Linked DNA regions of Cricetulus griseus: region 1 is linked to region 2. The links are chromatin contacts, called in public Hi-C maps. All regions are on one chromosome and are shown on one strand. Each heading gives the region's core, a stretch centred on a gene start, on an enhancer-like site or on the middle of the called end of the contact. The rest is flanking DNA. Distances are from core to core; before and after follow the strand shown.

What was found. A called contact is a pair of places that touch in the nucleus more often than the background predicts.
Region 1: a contact with region 2 is called in a Hi-C map of fibroblasts, with 2.8 times the contacts expected there. The contact joins the enhancer-like site here to the promoter of LOC100755304 in region 2. A contact is called at or near these places in 2 of 8 Hi-C or Micro-C datasets (the CHO-K1 cell line and fibroblasts).

What each region holds. Positions count from the first base shown.
Region 1 is chrX:89,607,316-89,612,763 of CriGri-PICRH-1.0, forward strand. No RefSeq gene overlaps it. Among named protein-coding and RNA genes, the nearest start is that of Claudin-18, 240 kb to the left of the region's middle. Within about 2 kb of position 2,741, at least 5 of the 6 cell types and tissues checked have open chromatin away from gene starts, as enhancers often do. A contact at or near this core is called in the CHO-K1 cell line and fibroblasts, where this site is marked.
Region 2 is chrX:89,531,991-89,538,011 of CriGri-PICRH-1.0, forward strand. LOC100755304 (F-box-like/WD repeat-containing protein TBL1X) reads right to left here and starts at 3,268. Exons shown (of 21, transcript XM_035450130.1): 1 at 3,110-3,268.

The sequences.
Region 1 (5,448 bases), core at 1,491-3,990, 75 kb after region 2:
GGGTAAATGTGATTATGGTGGTTTGATTGAAAATGGCCCTCCATAGGCTCATATTTTTGAATATTTGGTCCCCAGTTGGTGGAACTGCTTAGGAGACAAGGCCTTGTTGGAGGTGTGACCTTATTGGTGGTGGTGTGTATTGCTGAATATTCCTTTATATTGTGTGAAGATCTGTCACTGTGATTGGTTTAATAAAAAGCTGAATGGCCAATAGCTAGGCAGGATTTGAAGCACAGAGGACACTGGGAAAAAGAAGGGTGGAGAAGCCAGCCAGACATAGAATGAGTAAGAAACACAAAGTGGGATAGAGGTAAAAGCCACGTGATAGAGCATAGATTAATACAAATATGGGTTAATTTAAGTTATAAGAGCTAGTTAGAACAAGCCTAAGCGATCAGCTGAGCTTTCATAATTAATGTCTCCTTGTGGTTATTTGGGAGCTGGCAGGCAAGACAGAAAATTCCACCTAGAGGTGTGTCATTGGTAGAAGGTTTGAGGTTTCAAAAGCCCCTATTGTTCCAGCTTAGCTCTCTCTGATTTGTCGTGTTTCAAGATGTAAGCTTTCAGCTCCTGCTTCAGCTCTATGCCTCCTTGCCTGAAGCCATCCCCCATGGTGTTCATGGACTCTAACCTTCTGAACTGTGAGTCCCAAATTAAATGCTTTCTTTTATAAATTGCCTTGTGTCATGGTATTTTGTCATGGCAATAGAAAAGTAATGGAAACAGTAATTCTTTTTTTTAAATATTCAGTGTTGAAGTAGAAATAACTTGGGAAAGCTTGGAAATAACAACACACTTGAGGCGACACAAGTTCAGTGACTCACCCATTACACACTTGCTGGACTCTTTGCCTAAAGGCAGGCCCTGAACTTTTGAGGCCTGTGAAATTCAACACTAACAGGAGGCAACTGGATGACTGGATGCCCAAGTCTTATATCACCATAGTGAAATCTGTGCTATTCACACATTGGCATTCTATTTACATAGAATCAGTGTTACTGACCATTCTGATTAAATGTGCATTTGTATATGAAGCACGGTATTTATCATAAAACACAACAGAAGGGAATTTTTCTGACCTCCCACTACAAACACTTAGGCTTTATGGGCCATTCATGGAGTGTGATTCTCAAAGGTGTGGCCAGAGAGCTTCTTTCAAAGTCTTCTTCCAAAGCCTGGGGATGTTGGGATGTTTAGAACTGTCTATTTCCTGACAACCTGGTCAGTCACCTTCAACTATTGGAAACTTGGTCAGTATTTCCTCCTTTAACTCTACCCATTTACAGCCAGGCATTCCAATCCTGGCTGATGACTGTGTTTAAAGTGCTTGCCAAGAGGACTTGAATTCAGGTCCCTGAAATCCACTAAAAGATGGACAGAGTATCCCACATCTATAATCCCAGTGCTCACAGAGTTAGAGAGAAAAACAACAACCAGAAAACCCAATTGTCTTTTGTCCTTCATATATATGTATGCCATGGCACAAGTGTACCCAGGTAGCATTTGTATACAGGATATACATAGAAGCTTAAAAACGAAACCAAACTAAACCAGAAATATCCATGCAGGCAAGGTAAACATGCCTATCCCTGACCTATATTTGTTTTGTCACATTGAGAACTATAGAGGAAAAGGCTACTTATATAATTACACAGTTACACACTCTCCCACTTCTGAGTGCCTGGCAAGTACACTACTACTGAGCTGTAACCCCCTGCCCAGGAATTGTAGTTTTTTTTTTTTATTTATTGTCTTGAGTCAAGGTTTCATATATCTCAGGCTGGAAACTTTTTTCTTTTTAATGGTAATTTTCTTATAAATCTGTCTGTTTATTTCTCCCCCTTTTATTAAAAACGGATTTTCTTGTACAGTGTATCCTGATTACAGTTTCCCCTCCCTTTACTCCTTCCAGGTCCTCTCCATATCCCCTTCCATTCCGATCCACTCCCTTTATGGCTCTCAATTGAAAAGAACAGGCTTCTAAGAGGTAACAACAAAGCATAACAAAATTAAAACTGTATAATCGAGGATGACCTTGAAGTTCCGCTCCTACTGCCCCCACCTCTCTAGCGCTGTGATTACAGGTGTGTGCTACCACGCTCAAATAGAATTCAGTGCTGCCGACCCCGGGTTTCAGGCATGCTAGTCAAGCATACAACCCACAGAGCTAGGTCCCTCGCCCATGTTTTAAAACTATGAAACAGTAATTCCCTGCAATTAGGAATGGTTAATACATTCTGGCACAGAAAATTCCACTGCCTTCAGTCAAAGTCTGACTTTGAAAAATATCTAGTGACCTAGAAAAATATTTTTACAGCTATGTAACCTAATCACAGTGCTCAACTGCTTGCACAGAGCAAGCTCAGTTTTATTACCCACCTCCCCTCCCCCTCAACTGCCATTTTTGGATGGGAAAATGTTTCTGCACAGGGAAAAGATCTTTAGATACAATTACACATTTGAGCATTCAGGAGCGGGGGCTAAGCAGACCCCCTATTCTCCAGTTTCCCTGTTTCACAGGGTCTCTGGGTTTCCCAGAAGGTCCCCATCCCCTGTGGAGGCGGTGAACCCAGCAGCCTTTGAGGAGCCCAACCATCACAGCCCAAGCCCTGCTGGGGGCGGGGCGCCGAGACTGCGCAGCTCTTTGAAGATCCTCGGTAGCTCCTTCCCAGCTAGCGCAGGCGCAGGCTCTGACCTCTTAACAAAGAACAGGTTCTGCAGCCGCCCCTCCCCCGCCGGGGAGGCGGAGGGACCACGTGACCTTTGGAAGCATGCGCTCGCCAGCCCTCTGGGAGCCTGGCTGGGAACCGGGCAGAAGAGCTGGCAAGGGAGGGGAGGGGGGAATTGAGCGGGGTGGGGAGGAAGGGGCGGGGCTGCAGCTGGAATGCACACAGTTCGAAGAGGAAGAGCAGGAAAAGGGGAGGAGGAGGAAAGAAAAAGGGGGGAAAGAGTGAAGGTGGGGGCTGGGCTGGGAGGGAGGGCCTGGGAAATGGAGGAGGAGGAGGAGGGGCAGGCTTGGAAAGTGAAAAGGGGGGATGGAAAATAGAGCCGGAAGGAGGGTAGATGGGAAGTGAAATGGAGGGGAATGGGAAGTGGAGGAAAGAAGGAAGAGGAGGGAAGTGAGGGGGGGCCCTGGCAGAGGAGGGCCGGGTCAGTAGGTGGGGGATGGGAGAAGGGGTGGGGCACTTCACTGCGGAGACTCATTAAGATGCAATTGACAATTTTTTTTTAAAAAAAACAGACTGTATAAATTTACAGTTTCCTTTTGAATCCAAGCAGACAATGTTCAAACACGTCAGAATTCTGTTTCGGAATGCAAATGAAAACACGCCCAGTTTCTGGAAGCGTTAATTAAGGACTTAAGAAAACAGATTTACAACACAGCTGTAGTAGAGCAGATTCCAGATTCCTACCAAAGAGGTCTTGAGTTTTCTTTTTTCTTTTCTTTTTTACTTAAAAAGAGAACATTGTTTGGCCTAGGTCTTCCTCGAATGTAATAGGAACTACTGCTTAAAAAAAACAAAAACAAAACAAAACAAAACCCTCAAAATGACAATCACCGTTTTGTGTGTGCTCAGGGTGGTGGACAAGAATGGGTGGATGAGATGATGATATCTCAGACTCTCTCAAGGTTACTCATGCTGTCCCTTCACCTTAAAGAAACAGTTCCAGCCCTCCTCAAACTCGTCCCAATTACAAGGCAAACCAGAAAAAAAACCCCTGAAAACCAAAACACAAAGCCCCAAACAATACAATGCCAGCTAAATAAAAAAAAAAAACCCTTCCCACGAAAAACTGAACCCCTCTCCTAACTGGGCACAGCCACTTGCTCACTCCATGCCAGCTTTGGAGGGTATTTTCTGCTGCTTGTTCCTTGTAAAGAGATATACAAGGCTTTTAAATGCCATTCTGTGCATACAACTTAAAAAATGGCTAGGTGCAAACTGGCAAGTGTAGTTCACCATCTGTTACCAGTGCACACAGCCAGGCTGGCCAGCATCTCCATGGGCACTGCGTTTGTTTCTCTGCTAATGACAGAGTGCCTCCGTGGTAAATCAGGATTCCTATGAGATTACAGGTGACCTTGCTCAATCTTATCTGTCAGTGCAGAAAGGCATGTCTGTAGAGACATTCTATCTCCCAAGGTAAAGTCTGCCTTGCCTTGGACGAACAATTTCAGGAAGGAGAGACTGCAGGCAGGAAAGGACAGTGGGCTAAGGCTGTAACAATTTCTTTTTCCCAAGTCCCTCACCCCAAGCCTATAAAACACAGTTTTCCCCCTGGCAGACCCCTCAATTTCCCACGGGAGAGAGGCTGCCCCTTGCTGTGTGTGCTAATAAATACAGGGCTGTCTGCTGAAGGTCAGACTCTGCTTTTTGCATTCTGTCTTAGAAATCTTAACAACTGAGGCTGCTGGATGCCAGGCCCACCAACTGGCCTAGTTAAGCAGCAGTCAATTTTTTTTTTTTTTATTTCTCAGTCATGGAGGATGGATCCGGGAAGGGTAAATCATGCCTGTAATTCTAGTGCTCAGGAGGCAGAGGCAGGATGATCTCTGCCAGTTTGAGGTCAGCTTGGGCTTCAGGTGTGAAACCCTGACTCAAAAAACCTGAAACATGACAGTTCTGGATGCTTCATTGAAGATGAATCACCAGGAATCCTTACGTGGATGGCCCCTCCTCCTCTTGTAGATAAAAGCTTCACCTCATTTTTCATGTTTTTAAACTCACAGTTTGAGAATAAAACCACTACCACAGTTTAAAGCCAAATTTGAAGCAAGCTTTAATTAAATACAGGCCTAGTGGATGGGCTCTGACCAGGTCCATCTCTAGGTTTCCTGAAGATGGCCCTGAGTCAAGTTTTGCAGGGGTTTAAGTATTTCCCATCAGGTCCAAGCAGGGGCAAGTGTACATCCTGATGTACCTTCAGCCTACATCCAATCAGGGGCATGGGTACATACATCCTGACTTATTTCCTGCTTGAGAACCTACTGCCCTCATGTGAGAGCTTTGGGGTTTTTGCTTGTTTTTGAGACAGGATTTCTCTAAGTAACAGTCCCGTCCCGACTTCTCCTGGAATTTACTTTGTAGATTAAGCTGGCCTAGAACTCAAAGAGATTGGACTGTTTCTGCTTCCCCCAGTGCTGGGACTAAAGGCATGTGCTACCATGCCCAGCTTTGAGATAGTCTTATGTAGCCCAGGCTGGACTTGAATTTACTATATGGTTCATGACCTTGAATTTCTGCCCCCTTCAGCTTCCACCTTCTAAGCCTAATAATCCACTCAAGAAAGATACAGGCAACCACACAGATTAAACCAATTCAAAGGATAGAAGTCTTTTATTGGCTGGAGATGAAGAGCAAGCTCATGCCTCAAAGTCTCTTCGTGCCCAAGCTCAGGGATATAGCATTTTTATATGTAAAACCCACAAAGTCCATAATTTACATC
Region 2 (6,021 bases), core at 2,018-4,517:
GCTTTAGGGGGCCATTTTAATAAGTGGATCAAGTGAACTTCAACTTTCATCGTTGCACTAATTACCCAGGTGGGTGGTTCCATGAAAATCTGCAGCACACTTGGACACGAAATCCCTTTAAAAATAAAAGTGCCATCTACACTCAACACTCTTTCATTTCTTCTATGGTTCTTCTAGAAATGACTAATGGTAAATTACATAGAACCATCAAGACCTATTTGCTACCTTAAACTGACGCCTGGGGGACAAGGTGCTCACTCCTCCTCCATAGTCCTGTGTGCCCTCTTTCAAGTTAAACCAGGGACTAGCTCAGCGCACACACCAAAGCAGAACAGAAACAAACACTTGCACTAGCGTGAGGCTTAGATTTTGATTGGGGGGAGGGGAGCTTTTTTAGGTTTTGCTCCAAAACACTTCGTCGGAGCTGACCCTAACTGCGGAATTTACAGCGCAGAGGGCCCTGAGAACGCCGCCACTGAAAAAAAAAAAAAAAAAAAAAAAAAAAAAAAAAAAAAAAAAAAGCAAAAAAAAAGCAAGGAAAAAAAAAAAAAAAAAAAAAAAAAACAAGCCCCGAGCTCCTGATTGCGCACTGGTCGCGCACATGAAGCCCAGGCCCCATCCAGCACCAGCGGGCCTCCAGCCTCCTAAAGTTGTCACAAAATCGGGAGATCACCAATGTTCAAAGGCGCACCCCTCCCACATAAAGTCCCGCTCCCAGCATCCGTCCCTGCGTAAGGGAAATTCCTAAGACGGGGATATGGGTGAGGGCAGATATGGCGAACCCCTCCCCAGCCCCAAAGCAACAGGTTTACTCCCTCCCCAGGCCTCGCTAGGCGGTCCCTCACCCTCACCTTGCCGCGGGAGCCGCCCTCCATCGGTGTCAACCCCCCCCTCCGGCCTGGTCCCCGAGACGAAGCCTGGGAGTGGATGTGGGGAGGGGGCTCCCGGACTTCCTTGACAGTTTGTGCCTCGGAAACTGAGCACAGGCGCCCCAGCCTCTCTCCCCCGCGCGCCGCCGCGCGTCCACCGGGTTCCGGGAGCGCCGGCCTGCGCCTCGAGGATGAATGAGGCTCCCCTCCCCCACAAGGGGATCCCGCGCGGCCCCCAAGTCTCAAAGCGACTCAGGTCAGCCCAGCCAGCCCCCTCTGGAGCCGCAGACAAAGAGATTCAGGGGCTAAAAGGCAGCGCTTCCCTAAACTTGCCTGTCCCCCTCCCCAAAACAAAGGCGCACCCAGGCCTTTCCCGCCCCCCGCGCGCGCGCGGCCACTTTGGGGAGCGGCCGCCCCGGAGGTATTGTTCAGAAAGCAGGGAGCGCGCCCGCCCTGGGGGGGGACACACGGGAACTTGCCCCTCCTGGAGCTCCGGGGTCCGACCACCACCATCAGGGCCACCGCCAGGCCCCTCGGCCCGAGAAGTTTGCGCCCCTGCCCGGCATGCACTCACCTCGCCGCGAGCCGTGCAACTTGTGGCCGCGCTCTGTGCGTACTGGTGGGTCCACCGTCACCAGCCCGGGCCGCGCTGAGGCCGACGAGGGCCAGGCGCCCCGGAGCAGCCGCGCGCCGCCCCCAGTCCGCCACTGAATCCCCGAGAAGAGCGGGCGCTGGAAAGTTTCGGTGGCGAATGGCGGCCGGAGGGCGCTGCAGCGGCGGCGGGGCGGGGGCGCTGGCGGCTTGTCGCTCCGAGCGTCGAGACTGGGGGGGCTGGGCTGGGAGCGGCGGCGGCGAGAGAGGGCGGGACGGCGGGAGGGACCAACACGGCCAGTGACCTCCGCTGGGAGCCGACGCAAGCGCGCCTACCTTGGCTGCGAGACGTGCCAAGGGGGGTCGCTAGCACGCAGCTCTCCCCAGACACCTGGAGGAGGTACTCTACAGCTCTCCCCTCCCCCACCGTGTCCCCGCCGGCCCCTCCCCAGCGCCTTGCCCCCCCCCCGCGTCCCCACGCGGCAGCCCCTCCCCCACTAAGGGCGAGGACGCCAGGCCCGCCCTCACCCACCAAGTCCAGACCCAGCCCCCCCAACCCCCTGGGACAGGGAAGAGACTTACATCCCTGCACAGTTCTTCACCCTACAGCCTCCCCACCCCCACTCCACTCCGCCCCACGCCCAAGGTGGAGGAGGGAAGACCAAGCGTTGCCCTCTGGGCCCCAACCTGGTCCCTAGCTCCTTTTCTACAGGCTCCGAGAGGAATGAGGGGAACAGGGTCCCCACAAACATACCCAATCCCAAACCCTGGCACTCCAAGGTTGCTTTGAGGGGGGTGGGAACAAGGGCCACCCTGCAGGTTGGGGGAGGGAATGGTAACCCAAGCCGCTGAAAAGTGTTACCATCCCCCCACCTCAAAGATGAAGCCGCCCAGCTGGCCTAGGAGGTCCTCGTGCAACCCGTCTCCTGGAGCATCTCCTTCAAAATTAACGATTTAAAGCACCCCCCGTGCCTTTACGCCCACCCACAAAAAAAAAAAAAAAAAAAAAAAAAACTGAAGACTCGGGCGCAGCCATGACCTTTGCAAAACACCTCCCAACCAAGAATCTGAAATGCATAGGGGATTAGCTTCAGTACAAGGCGAAGACACAAATATACTGGGGAGGGGTATGTTAGGGTACTGGGGTCCTCAGACCTGCAAATCCCCATCCCCAGGCCTGAAACCGCAGGCGCTGGCAAAATGTTTTCTGTTGCCATGGCTGGTAAGGCCCAGCCCTGGCGCTTCTTCCTTCCACGTTGGTGACAATTCCCCCCCAACTCCCGGCTTTAATTCAATTAAATAAATATCCGGCCCTCCTCCTCAGCACCTTCGGTGTCTGCCTTGTTGAGTATTTTTAAAATCAATTTGCCCCTCCCTTAGGCTTCTAATGAGCTTGGTGCTAAGAGCCCAGTAACACTCAGCAATTTAAACTCTAACCTCACTTGCTCCTTCCTTGAACACTAGGCGTTTGTTGCTCTGATGGTTGGAGGGAGGGGGAGAACCCCAGGCGAGTTTTTAAGGGGCCGGTTCTCCATCAAACAGGCGGACCTCAAAATTACCTTGCAAAATATTGCTGCGAAACGTCAAAGATGTCAAACGACTGTTGGTACACCGTTATTAGAGCGCATCAATAAAAAATACACACTTACACAGTCTCCATAATTGTGAATCAGCAGAACACTGGCTTATTAGCTATCGGCTGCCATTCAAGTCCCCCCACCCCAAAGGATTTGGTGGCGCTCCCTTGAGCCTGCCCTTCGTAGCTCCCGGGCTCCTGAGCTCGTGCAGACTGATGCTGAGGTATTACGAAGGGTGCAATCGAAAACCCGAGCCCGCTCATGATGCAACCCTGGCCCGGTTTACACGTGCTTCCCTTCCCCCACTGCATGCTGGTGGTAGCGCTGCGTTTTTTCCGCCTGTAGGGTCACATTGTGGTTGATTGATTCTCCTTTCGCCTTGCTCAGTCATTCAGATTTGGAAAGTAAATAACAAGTTGACATCATTACAGCTTCAGGCTTTACCCGGTCGCCAGCTCTCGGCTACCGCAGACCCTCGAGTAGCTGCGCAGCAAACCCTACCCACCTAGCCTGCCCAGTTTGATGTGTCCAAATTAGTGCTTGGAAATTCCAAGCTGGAGTTGGTTAAAAGCTTCCCTGCATGTTTCTATTACTTGGCAAGCGATGATCATTTTTTAAAAATGGGTAAGTGGTGAGGGAAAAATCTCATTTTCTATGTAGGGAGCAGAGTGACCAGGTTTTATTACAGGCCTCCTCTGACTAACAAAGTGGAGGTTTGATTCTACTTTGCCAGCATGATATGGTATCGAAATAATCCCAGTTTTTGCTTTTGGACAGTCAAGGGCTAGGGATTTGGAGAGATAACTCAGCGATTAAGAGCGTTTACTGCACGTACAGAGGACTCAGATTCAGTTCCTAGCACCTACAAGCCAGATCACTACCACCTGTAACCCTGATTCCAGGATAGACAATGCTGTCATTCTATCCTCCTATGGTTCCTACATGCATGTGAGGCACATAAATTCTTGAAGGTACACACACACCTAAAAATACTGACTAAATAACCAAATGTTTGTTTTGCTTTGTTTTAGAAAGAAAGAAAGTTGGTAGAGGGCTATGGGTAAGGTCCAAAAGATGGGAGGCTGAGGCAGGGGTATATAGACTGGGATATACAGCAAGAACCTATCCAAAAAAAATTAAGGTCAAGTGTTTGTAATAAAGACTCATGGAACCACCATATCATTGTAATACCTAAAGACAAGAAAACAGGCCCCTTTTTACATAATAAAATTACCAAAATTCTCTCCTACATGAATGGAAAATTAAACTTGTATTTATTTACTCTGGCTGTTTGCTGTAGGTGCTGGTGTGGAAGAAAACATGAAAATAACGGAAAGGAAGCAGCTAGTGCCCTCTGAAGAGGAAAAGGAGTAAACTACACTGTGTGTGTGTGTGTGTGTGTGTGTGTGTGTGTGTGTGTGTGTGTGTTTGTGTGTGTGCGCACGCGCGTGCGCGCGCGTGGGCGCGTGCTTGCACTTTTTGCAAAAAGAAATCGACTTACTGAATTGCTTTCACTTTGTTCATGTGGTCCTTTGTGCAACACCGAGATTATTCTTTTATCAACAGTGGTGCCTTGAGATATAATACCAAAAGCATGAAAGAAAAAAAGTGAGTTGGGTTCATCAAAATTATGGAAGTCTGCAAAATTACTGTTGAGAATAGAAGATAAGCCAGAAACAGAGAAAACAGTTGTAAAATCCATGCCTGACAAATGATTGGCATTAGAAATATACAAAGACCTCTCTGTTTTTAAAGATTTGTTTACTTTTTAAATTATGTGTATCTTGAACATGAATGTGAGTGCCTGTGGAAGCCAGAGAGGGTGTTGGATCCCCTGGAGCTGGAGTTACTGGCTCTTGCAGGTTGTCCATGCAGATGCTAGAACAAAGCCTCTGCAAGAACAATTCTTGCTCTTAACTGCAGAGCCATCTTTCCAGCCCCCAAAGAAGTCTTAAACTTCATGTGGTAAGAAATAACCACATTAGCAATAGATAGGAAATAAAATAAGGCTAGGGAGATGACTCATCCAGTAAAGGCTGGGACAGAAGAAAACTGACTCCTGAGAGCTCCCCTCTGATGTGCACACACATGCCCATGCGCATACAAATATGTGCAAGTAAATAAATGTAACTTTAAAAACTTAGGTGTTTGCACGGGGGTTGGGCCTAGGCCCTATCCCAAAGGATAGGACACTCTGATGACACCCTATGGAAGGCCTCACCATCCAAGGGGAGCAGACAGGATATAGGATAGGGTTTTAGTTGTGTGTGGTAGGGGAGGAGGGGAGGGAGCGGGAACTGGGATTATCATGTAAAACAATCTTGTTTCTAATTCAAATAAAAAACATCTGCAAAAAAAAGGGTAACATCAAAAAAACACTTAGGTGTTTGGCCTAGTGTTGTGGCTCACACCTTGAATAGCAGCACTTGAGATGCAGAGGCAGCCAGATCACTGTTTGAGGTTAGCCTTGTTACACAGTGAGTTCCAGGCCAGTCACGGATACACAGTGAGACCCTATCTAAAAAATAAGTAAATAAATAAAATTTGCTCTCTTACTATATCTTATGACATAACTATTGTACAACTGAAAAGAAAGAGGTACCAAAAATACAGCTGTCAAGATAAACATTATAATGCCATTTTCCCACCTTGCAGGGCTCCATGCAGGCCAGCAAGTGTTCTACCACTGAGCTATACATGCCAGCCCCAAACAGATTGCTATGTTTGTGTATGAGTGCATGTGCATGCTAGCATGTATTTTTAAATAAAACAAGGGAAGGAAATGACAGTAGAAGGGAGTAGCAGGTGTCCTTGGAAACTAAGCTCCCTCTGTTTGGTGATGGCACTAGATTCTGGAAGAACAGAAAGGGCTACTGCTTGGGGCATAACCATGCCACCAGAGAAAGTCAAGATCATAGCACAAACTCCTGAAAAATGGAATAGCTATGCACTAAGTATGTGGTGATGCATGCCTGCATTCCAGA